Regions from separate parts of the Callithrix jacchus genome. Here region 2 is linked to region 1. The links are chromatin contacts, called in public Hi-C maps. All regions are on one chromosome and are shown on one strand. The core of a region is the stretch at or near the end of the contact, and the rest is flanking DNA. Distances in the headings are between cores, read along the strand shown. Region 1 has its middle 48 kb from the start of IFNGR1. Region 2 has its middle 79 kb from the start of OLIG3.

Region 1 (4,645 bases), core at 659-3,158:
ACAAGGGAAAGAATTTTATAAATTTACAGAAGAATCCCAGATAATAAATCTAAAAAGAATGATATAATTAGAAAATAGCCATTCAGCAACTCCTAGTGAAATAATTGATTCTGACGACAAACCACAAGTTCTGAAACCATTAAATGGCAGTTTGATGGAGTCACGGAAATTTACAGCATGTTAAAGTAAAAGCCATGGTTTATTTTATAGTTCTAAAGGTGGGAAATGCAACTTGCTAATGAAGAGATCAGGCTGTCACCTGAACCCAGTGACCAATTTTAGACTCAATCAAAATAGGACATTAAGTGCTTCTTGATGTCACACAATATGAGTTCACTGAACTTACTTTTGCCAAAAATTGACCCTGAATTTCATTAAATAAATTAAGGTGATAAGTTAGCTTTTAGTACTAACTTCTAGTTTAGGCGCAAGATGGGGGAAGAAGAGCCAGCTAAACGACACTGTCATCATGAGGACATAATCAGACAAACCTAGAATGTGGAATAATCTATGGAACAATTATATCAGTTTTTTTCCGAAAGTCAATGGCACGGGAAAAGAAGATGGGAGAGGGGCTTGCTGCAGATGTAAGAAGACAAGGGGATGCGACAACTGAATGGAACATGTGAGTCTCATTTGGATCTTGACTTGGAAAAAATCATGTTAAAAAGATGCCTACTAAACAGTCAGTGAACTTTGAATACGAACTAGGAATTAGATATTAATGAATTATTGTATTGAATTTAGGTGTGATAGAGGTAACTGGTTATATTTCCCTCTTTTAGGGACACATTGAAATACTAGGTGGGAAATGCCATTTTGCCTGGGACTTGCTTTAAAATTCTTCAACGAAAAAGGGGGCAAACAGGTGATTCAAGTGGGCAAAATCTTGATTATTTTTAAAGCTGGGTGCCTGCTGCTATGCATTGGACATGACTTGTATGTCTCCCACCAAGTATTATTTTAAAATTTGATCCTCAGGTGATGCTGGGCTGTGGGATGTAGTGGGAAGAGTTTGGGTCATGGAGTAGAGCCCTTATGATTGGTTTGGTGCTGTTCCCAGGGTAGTGAGTAAGTTCTCGTGCTGTCCTGAGACTGAATTGGCTTTGAGGGGATGGATTAGTTAGTTCCCAAGGGAGAGGGTTGTTCTAAAGCCAGGAGGTTCCTCAGGTTTGATCCCTCTTTGCACCTGCCTGCCTGCCATGTGACCTTCTGCGCCATCTTTTGATGCAGCACAAAAGCCCTCACCAGAAGCAGAGCAGATGCCTGCACCAGGCTCCTTGCACCGCCTGCAGAACATGATCTCACTGAACCTCTTTCTTTACAAATCACCCAGCCACAGGTACGCCTTCATAGCAACACAAAACAGACTCAGACAGAAGGAATGTGGGGTTTTATCACACTTCTCTCCCCATTTATGTGTATTTGAAATAAATCGTTTTTAAAGAAAATGTAAACATTTGTGTGAGGTTAAAAAAAGAAGTGCTGCTCCTATGATGATGAATTTTGGTTTCATTTACCTGATGTGAAGAGATGAAAAAAAGAAAAGATGAAGACTCTCTTTGCTTCTCCTCTATATTTTTGGCAGTCTTTGGAGACTGCACTTACTAGGAAAGAAATTGCACTCAGTCAAATGCATTTCCTTCTCAAGCTCTAATATGTCACCTCTTGCATAGTTCCTTCCTTAAAGAAACAAACAGGATAACAAATAGCCTTTTGTGTGGTTTTTCAGACATTGGCTCTCCTTGTTCCCTGAGGTTTTCTTCTTTCTGAGTGCGCATCCTGGACAGCTGTGCTTTGAAGTCCCACACATGCCTCAGCCCTGATCCTCTCCTAGAAACTCCTCTGAGGGGGCATCTCTGGTCTCCCAGCCAGGGTGGCCAACTGTCTTCTCTGTCCCTCAGTTTCTTTGCATACTCTCCCCGTAGCACTTAACCTGTGATGTGAAATGCATTTGTGTCTCTTCCCAGGACCATAAGCTCCCTTAGGGAAGGGACTCCGCCTTTTAAACATTTCTTTCCAGCGTCTAACACCTTCTGGCAAATAGCAGACTCTCAGTATCTGCCAAATACCCGCATGCTCTGGTGCTATCTCCTGCAAGCCTTGGAACCCTAACAAGGTTTCCACTATGAAAAAAAATCTCTGTTCTCAATTTACTTTACTAAGTATTAAGCTTTAGATATTTCTGTCTAGCAAAAAGCCTGTACTTCTGAACCAGTAATTAATTCCTCCCCCAGTTTTGTTTATTAAAAGACAGTACTTGCCTCTCCGGGTTTCTAAAGCTCCCCACTCAGCCAAGGGTTTTTTCCCCTGACATGTGTCCAGGAAATTCCTAGTTAAGAATAGGCTTATGATCATCTGGCATAGGATCTAGAAAGTTTACAAGTCGGCCGGGCGCGGTAGCTCACGCCTGTAATCCCAGCACTTTGGGAGGCCGAGGCGGGTGGAGATCGAGACCATCCATGGTGAAACCCCATCTCTACTAAAAATACAAAAAATTAGCTGGGCATGGTGGCGCGTGCCTATAGTCCCAGCTACTCGGGTGGCTGAAGCAGGAGAATTGCCTGAACCCAGGAGGCGGAGGTTGTGCTGAGCCGAGATCGCACCATTACACTCCAGCCTGGGTAACAAGAGCGAAACTCCGTCTCAAAAAAAAAAAAAAGAAAATTTACAAGTCATAGGAGTTTTAATTTATGGGATTCTGGAAAGTGAACTAGTAGCATAATTTGTACGTATGCCTATTTTCTTGAAATATTAAAAAAAAATCTTTCTTGAGATATGCCACACACCATAAAATTTAATTATTTAACATACACGATTCAATGTTTTAAAATATATTAATATATTTGTGCAAACATCTCTATAATATAAATTTAGAATATTTTCATCACCACTCCTCCTCCAAAAACCCAGCAGCAGTCACTGCCCATTCTCTCTCCCCTCCTTGGCCCTAGGCACCCATGAATGTAGTTTCTGTCTTCATAGATTTGCCTACTCTAGACATTTCCTATAAATAAAATCATGCAATATGTAATCTTTTATGATTTTTTAATTTAGTATTTAAAAGGATCACCCATGATGTAGCCTATGTCACGACTTCATTCTTCCTTCTGTTGCCAAATCCTATTTCATTGTGTAGATATATCTCATTTTGTTGATTCATTTGTCAAATGATGAACATTTGGGTTGTTTCAAATATTTGACCATTTTGAATGATGCTGCCATGAAAATGGATGTATAAATTTTTGTGTGGACTTAAGTTTCCATCTCTCTTGGACATATATAGCTAAGAGTAGAATTGCTGGCTCCAATGGTACCACCATGTTTAATCTGATGAGAAGCTGTCAAACTGCTTTCCATGGTGGTTGCATTCTTTACGTACCCACCAACAATATATGAGGATTCCAATTTCTTCACATCCTCACCACTTGCTGTTGTTCCTTTCTGTATTACTATAGCTATCCTAGTGAGTGTGGTTTTGATTTGCATTTCCCTAATGACGAAAAGATGTTGAGCATCTTTTCATGTGCTCATTGGCCATTTATATATCTTCTTTGGAGAAATGTCCATTCAAATGCTTTTGCCCTTTTAAAATTGTGTTATTTATCTTTTCATTGTTACGTTATAAGAGTTCTTTATATATTCTGGATTAAAGTCTCTTATCTGATATATGATTGTCATAGTTAACAAATCATTGATTAGCCTAAGGTCATGAAGATTTAATCTTGTCTTAGTCTATTTTCTGCTGTTATAACAGAATACCACAGACTAGGTAATTTATACATGAAGGAGATTTATTTGGCTCACAGCTTTGGAGGCTAGGAAGTCCAAAGGCATGGTGTAGCATCTGCTTAGCCAGCTGGTGAGGGTCTTCCTGTTGCATCATATCATGGTGGAAAGCAGAAAGGCAGGTGAACACATGAAACAGGGAGAAAATGGAGGTCAAACTTATCCTGGAGTCCACTCCTTCAGTAACTAACCCACTACTCTGATAACCATTAATCCATTCACGAGGGCAGAACCCTCATGATCTAATCACCTCTTAAAGGTCTTACCTTGGCAGAGTGTGGTGGCTCACACCTGTAATCCCTGCACTTTGGGAGTCTGAGGTGGGTGGATCATGAGGTCAAGAGATCGAGACCATCCTGGCCAACATGGTGAAACCCCATCTCTACTAAAAATACAAAAATTAGCTGGGTGTGGTTGGCACTCGCCTGTAGTCCCAGCTACTTGGGAGGCTGAGGCAGGAGAAACACTTGAACCCAGGGGGCAGAGGTTGTGGTGGGCTGAGATCACACCACTGTACTTCAGCCTGGCGGCAAAGCAAGACTCTGTCTGAAAAAAAAAATGGTCTTACCTCTTAGAACCACCCCAACGGCATTCACCATGAGTTTTGGAGAAACATTCAAACGATAGCAAATCTTAAGTTTTCTTTTAAGAGTTCGGTAATTTTAGCTCTTTCATTTCAATTGTCAGGGAAGCTAAAGATTACCCGTCCCTGTGTAAGTTCTTAGTTGAGAGGAGCCCCTATAACAAAGTAGATTAACGAGAGGAAAAACAAACAAGTATATTAACACGTACAGTGAACACCATGCAGAAGAAACCTCAATGAAAAGTAACGGAAGCAGTTGCTTAGAACTCTGGT
Region 2 (4,645 bases), core at 1,026-3,525, 150 kb before region 1:
CTGTTTCTATCATACGACAGGGTAGAGAGCAACGAGTTTCTGCTTATTACAGTGCAATACATTATTAAACAGTGTGTCAGGGAGGGAAAAGCCGGAGCTCAGCCACTTACTAACTGTGTGGGTTTGGGGAAGATACTTGTTCCCTCTGCCTTTCAGTTTCTTAGTATATAAACATGGAACTAATACTCTCTGAAAGTATTACGAGAATTAATGAAATCGTCCCTGTGACAGGCAGGTGCTCAGCAAGGGACACTGGTGCTCGTCCCCTCTTGTCCAACATGTACTTGTAAACTTGCCTCTGTTCTTAAGAGCATCTTCATGCCAATATCGGAGGAAAGGATATTTTTTTTTAACCTAGAGATGCTGTTCCCTGTCCTGGCCTTCCACCCCGATTCAGGCTGATTCCCCTCAGGGTGCCTAGTGACTGAAGATCCACAAGATTTTTGCAGCTGGTAGAGGTAGCACATTAGAAATTCATTTTTTCCTGTCATAATAACAAAGTGCAGGGCAGCAGGCCGGGCATAGTTTCGTATGGGAAAACCCACAGAAGGAGACAGCTGAAGGGAGCTGTGCTTTTCTCCGCTATTTCTTGTCAGAGAGAGCCATCCTCAAAAGGACAAAAAAAAAAAAAAAGTCCTGTTGAATTTGGATGTCTCATTTCTAGGGACAAAATAGTTCTGCCGTCACAGCCTCTTAGCCTGCTTTTGCTAAATGGGAACGAGAACATCTCATCCAGGCTTTTGGGAGTGCACTCACTTTACAGGCTTTCCCTTCAACTGTATCACCCTCCTCCCAGAACATCAGCAACTCAGGTAACTAGAGAGGCTGCTTTCTTGATTTGCCTCTGGAAGAATTTCCCAAGAAATTAAAATCCTGGGTTTGTTTCTTAAGTCCTAAACATGGCGATTTAATTGGGGGAAATTTTAGAAAGATAAAGTAGGAGTTTTTGTTTTTTTCTGAACAAATGAATGGATGGATATAAGTTGGTGACGTATGGGCATGGGTGCGAGATATGTCTGCAGCTTGTCCAGATATCTCCAGGTATGTGAAATGCACTCAGCAAATTAGGTCTAGCTCTTCAAGAAGCAAGACAAAACCCAGCTGTGCACAAAACCAGCAACTGGCCTCTCAGCAGCCTCCTTGCCAGTAAGCAGCATTATGTATGTAAAGATACGTTAGGACCAGTATCTTAGCTAATGACTACACATTTAAACCCAAAGGCAACTTGAAGAAGAAAAGTATTCCAGGCCCCTTTGGGGAACATTTAAGAGAGCAGAGTTGCCTTCTCTACTGGGCCCCAAGGCAAGGTGCCCACGACACTTTTAAGGACCCACAACAATCTATTACATCTTATCTAAAAGAGAAAAAAGTGTTGACATATTTAAAATTATGTAATAATATGTTTTGATCGTTATGGTGGGATATGGTTTTGCCTACAAACGGGCCACCAAAGTAATAATATGGCCCTGAAGAGAAGCCAAATTTTAAAAATAGAAAGAATATACAAATGAGGGAAGAGAAAATCAGCAAACTTTAAATATTCAGTAGTCTATCATCAATAATGACTGCTATGGAATACAGTATAGATTTCCACAGATTGACAGATTATTGTTTTCATCACTCCAAATGTTGATATGAATCAAATCCAACCCTGCTTTTCTTGCTAATTTAGGATAAGCCCACACTAAATCACCGACCTGTTCAGGTGCTGCCTGCTCTCCCTCAAGCTGACATTTTTTACTTCCCTCCAACGTGGGGATGAACTAACGTTTCTGGGTCCGTTTCTGGCATTTATTGTCAACCAGCAGGGGTTGCTAGAGAACAATCCCGGCCCCACAGCCCTCAGAGAAAACCAAAATCTTGGTTGGTAATCTGGGCTTTCTCGGCACCAAAGTAGGCAAAAAGTTTGATTTGCTATAGAGGAATGGGCCACTTTGAGCTTAGAGATGAAGAAGCAAACATGCTGTAAGTGACGTTTCTTGTTGGGGAAGGTTCTGAGTCTTTGCGAACCTTGGATGTGAGATCTCCTGTCGGCTGATAGCCAGGGGAAGTCTGAATGAGGAGCGTGAGGAATTCGGCTGATCCTCACTCTCCTAAGCCAACCTGAAGCCCTGTCCTCGATGAATGCTGGCTCTCTCAGGCTGCTCTCACCGGGGCGAGGTTCGTGTTTCCCATGCGTTTGCTTTTGAGTTGGGCAAGATTGAAATCTGAAGTCCAGTCTGGCATAGAAAAGAACTCCCTGATATAACTCTAGTAACAACAAACAAACTGAAACGTCAGACAAATTGCGTGTTTTCTTGTTGAGGATTTAGTAAAATGCTGCCAGGGCCGCTGCCTGGTAACAGTGTTAGAAAGCCGCTCTCCCCCACCCCCCACAAGCATGGCCACTCTCAGCTAAAGGGCCAGTTTCAGGAACTGCCTTGAAGTGGCGTTTGCTGTCTTGCTGCTGCCTATTGTGTTGAAAAAGGTTTTTTTTTTTTTCTTTTTGGCCTGATTGTAAATGTTTTGAATGTAAAAGACACCCAAATTCATTAAATGTGTGAAATGATGGGAAAAAAAGTGTGAAATTGTAACAGTCGGTTTGTAGTTGATTAATAGAAATCTCTTCTAACAATCCCCAGAACCTTCCGGGGGTCATTGGAACAGAGCAGCTGTAGAGACAGCAGGAGCGATTTTGACACTGCCCAGTGAGGGCCGTGCAGTGTTCCCAACAAGTGGGCAGAGTCCCATGCACTCTGCTCTCTCCTGGCCTCTCCCAGGCGATTGGCTGCAAGGGCAAATGAACATGCAGATTAACCAGCAAGGTGCTGCTCTGCTCTTGGTCTTGAAGGGGTTTGTCTTTAAGAGACATTATGGTTTCGAATGAATGAATTGCTTGGAGTTAAAAGGGCCACTTTGGCCACTGGTACCTGCTTGCTCTGGGCCAGTCTGATTTCTTAGCTTGACCATCTGTGCCACAAGCAGAATCATTTGCATAATTTGGTGTGTGGCAGCAACTTTGGGGTGTCCTGGAAAGGGCTACTGAACACAAGACTTGGCAACTGGTTGGTGTCTCCAGTTCCCTGTTTCCACCCCTCCTCGGATATAGACAAGCTTTGACAAGGGAAAGTAAAAAATGGCCCTTCTTTGGGGGAGCACATTTTTCCATATTTTTCGGCCTCTGCTCACCCCAAACCTGTAGTGTCTTTTCTTTTTGAAACTGTGCTGCAGGCTACCGTCCTGAAGTTAAAGGATTTTTTGCCTTTGAAGAGGTACAAAGGAAACATCAAAGTAAATGTCCTCGCAGTGACATAAGGATAGAATAATGGTGACCTAGCAGCTAGAGACTTGGCCAAATGCTGAAAGTAATTCACGCCACTCACTAACAATGGGGGATGTGTGACAATGATATATACCAGGAGACAAGGACAACCACTTTGCAGGGCTTCGATGCCCCACAAACCCAATTGTAGGCCGATCAATACTGTCATAAGACAATTATCAAAGACCATCAGCACATCATATTTTCATACCATAAACAGCTCAAGGCGCCAGGGATGGCTTTCCTACAGAAAGCACATAGCATAAATTTGAAGGGTGTGAAATTGACATGATTAATAATTATAGTTATTAGCACATGTGCCAGCTGCTCATGTATGGTTTATCCCTTGATTTATGGTGCCATAAATGCCCATCTCTCCCTCTGATGCCGAATCAAGGGGCACACAACCATGGGCAGAATGAGTCTCTCATTGCCAGAAGTTTCATCACAAATAAAAGAAAAAAGTGGGCTGAAAATCACCCTGGATCAGGAGACACCTCGGTGAGAGGGGAGCTGCCTTTTGTTTGCATGGCTGCTTTATCCGCTGCTGAAACCTGTCTGCTCAGTGTTCTCAAAGCCTTTGAAGTTTGGACTGCAGCTAACAAGGGGCTATAGTTTTCTAGCCCCTCTCAGTCCCTGGAGCTGTTGCCAGGCTGCAAAGTCAGTATACATATTACAGAAGAAATCACTAGGGCCAACAATGGAAGAAGCAGAAACTAACCTTTGGGGTGCCAAAAGTTAAAGCTTTTGTTGTCAGATGAAATTTGAGAGAGGTTTTCTCGGAGTTTCATAATAAATGTTTTAATTTAATTGTTTCATATGGTTATAAACAGATCTGAACATTGATAGCATGTCAAAATACATTTTAGAATCCAATTTCTTAGCAATCGTCATCCTTAGGACAAAGCGACAACTCAGTAGAGACTCAGGTCTAAACACATGAATTTCTCTTACCTTTTACGTTCACCAGTATGAACAGATAATGAAAACTGCTGTTCATGACTATATAATGTTGAATTAAATGTTTAGAAGAAAAATAATAAAGGATAATAACAAACATGAAATCTGTTTTAGTCATCTGGAGAATGGGCTTCTTTACTTTTTGAGACCTATTAAAAAAAGAAAAGAACAAAAGAGGTAGAGGATGCAGAAAAGTTTGTTTGGGTTTTTTTTTCATTTTAGGGTCATCATTACTCAAGTATGTTAACAGACATTGGGAAGGTAAACAAATACCTTAGAAGGGAACGCTTTTATAAAAGGCAAAACTTTAAACATGCATGCTAAATATGGAGATTACAGGACGCATTAAACTTTGCTAAAGATGAATGAAAAAGTCCTTTGTAG

Evidence for each region. Hi-C and Micro-C count contacts between places; a contact is called where the count stands out from the background.
Region 2: a Hi-C map of induced pluripotent stem cells shows a contact between it and region 1, with 2.1 times the contacts expected there. The contact joins two enhancer-like sites. A contact is called at or near these places in 2 of 3 Hi-C or Micro-C datasets (induced pluripotent stem cells and skeletal muscle).

The regions. Positions count from the first base shown.
Region 1 is chr4:144,044,419-144,049,063 of calJac240_pri, reverse strand. No RefSeq gene overlaps it. Among named protein-coding and RNA genes, the nearest start is that of IFNGR1, 48 kb to the right of the region's middle. Within about 2 kb of position 1,908, at least 3 of the 16 cell types and tissues checked have an H3K27ac peak or open chromatin away from gene starts, as enhancers often do.
Region 2 is chr4:144,199,266-144,203,910 of calJac240_pri, reverse strand. No RefSeq gene overlaps it. Among named protein-coding and RNA genes, the nearest start is that of OLIG3, 79 kb to the left of the region's middle. Within about 2 kb of position 2,275, at least 3 of the 16 cell types and tissues checked have an H3K27ac peak or open chromatin away from gene starts, as enhancers often do.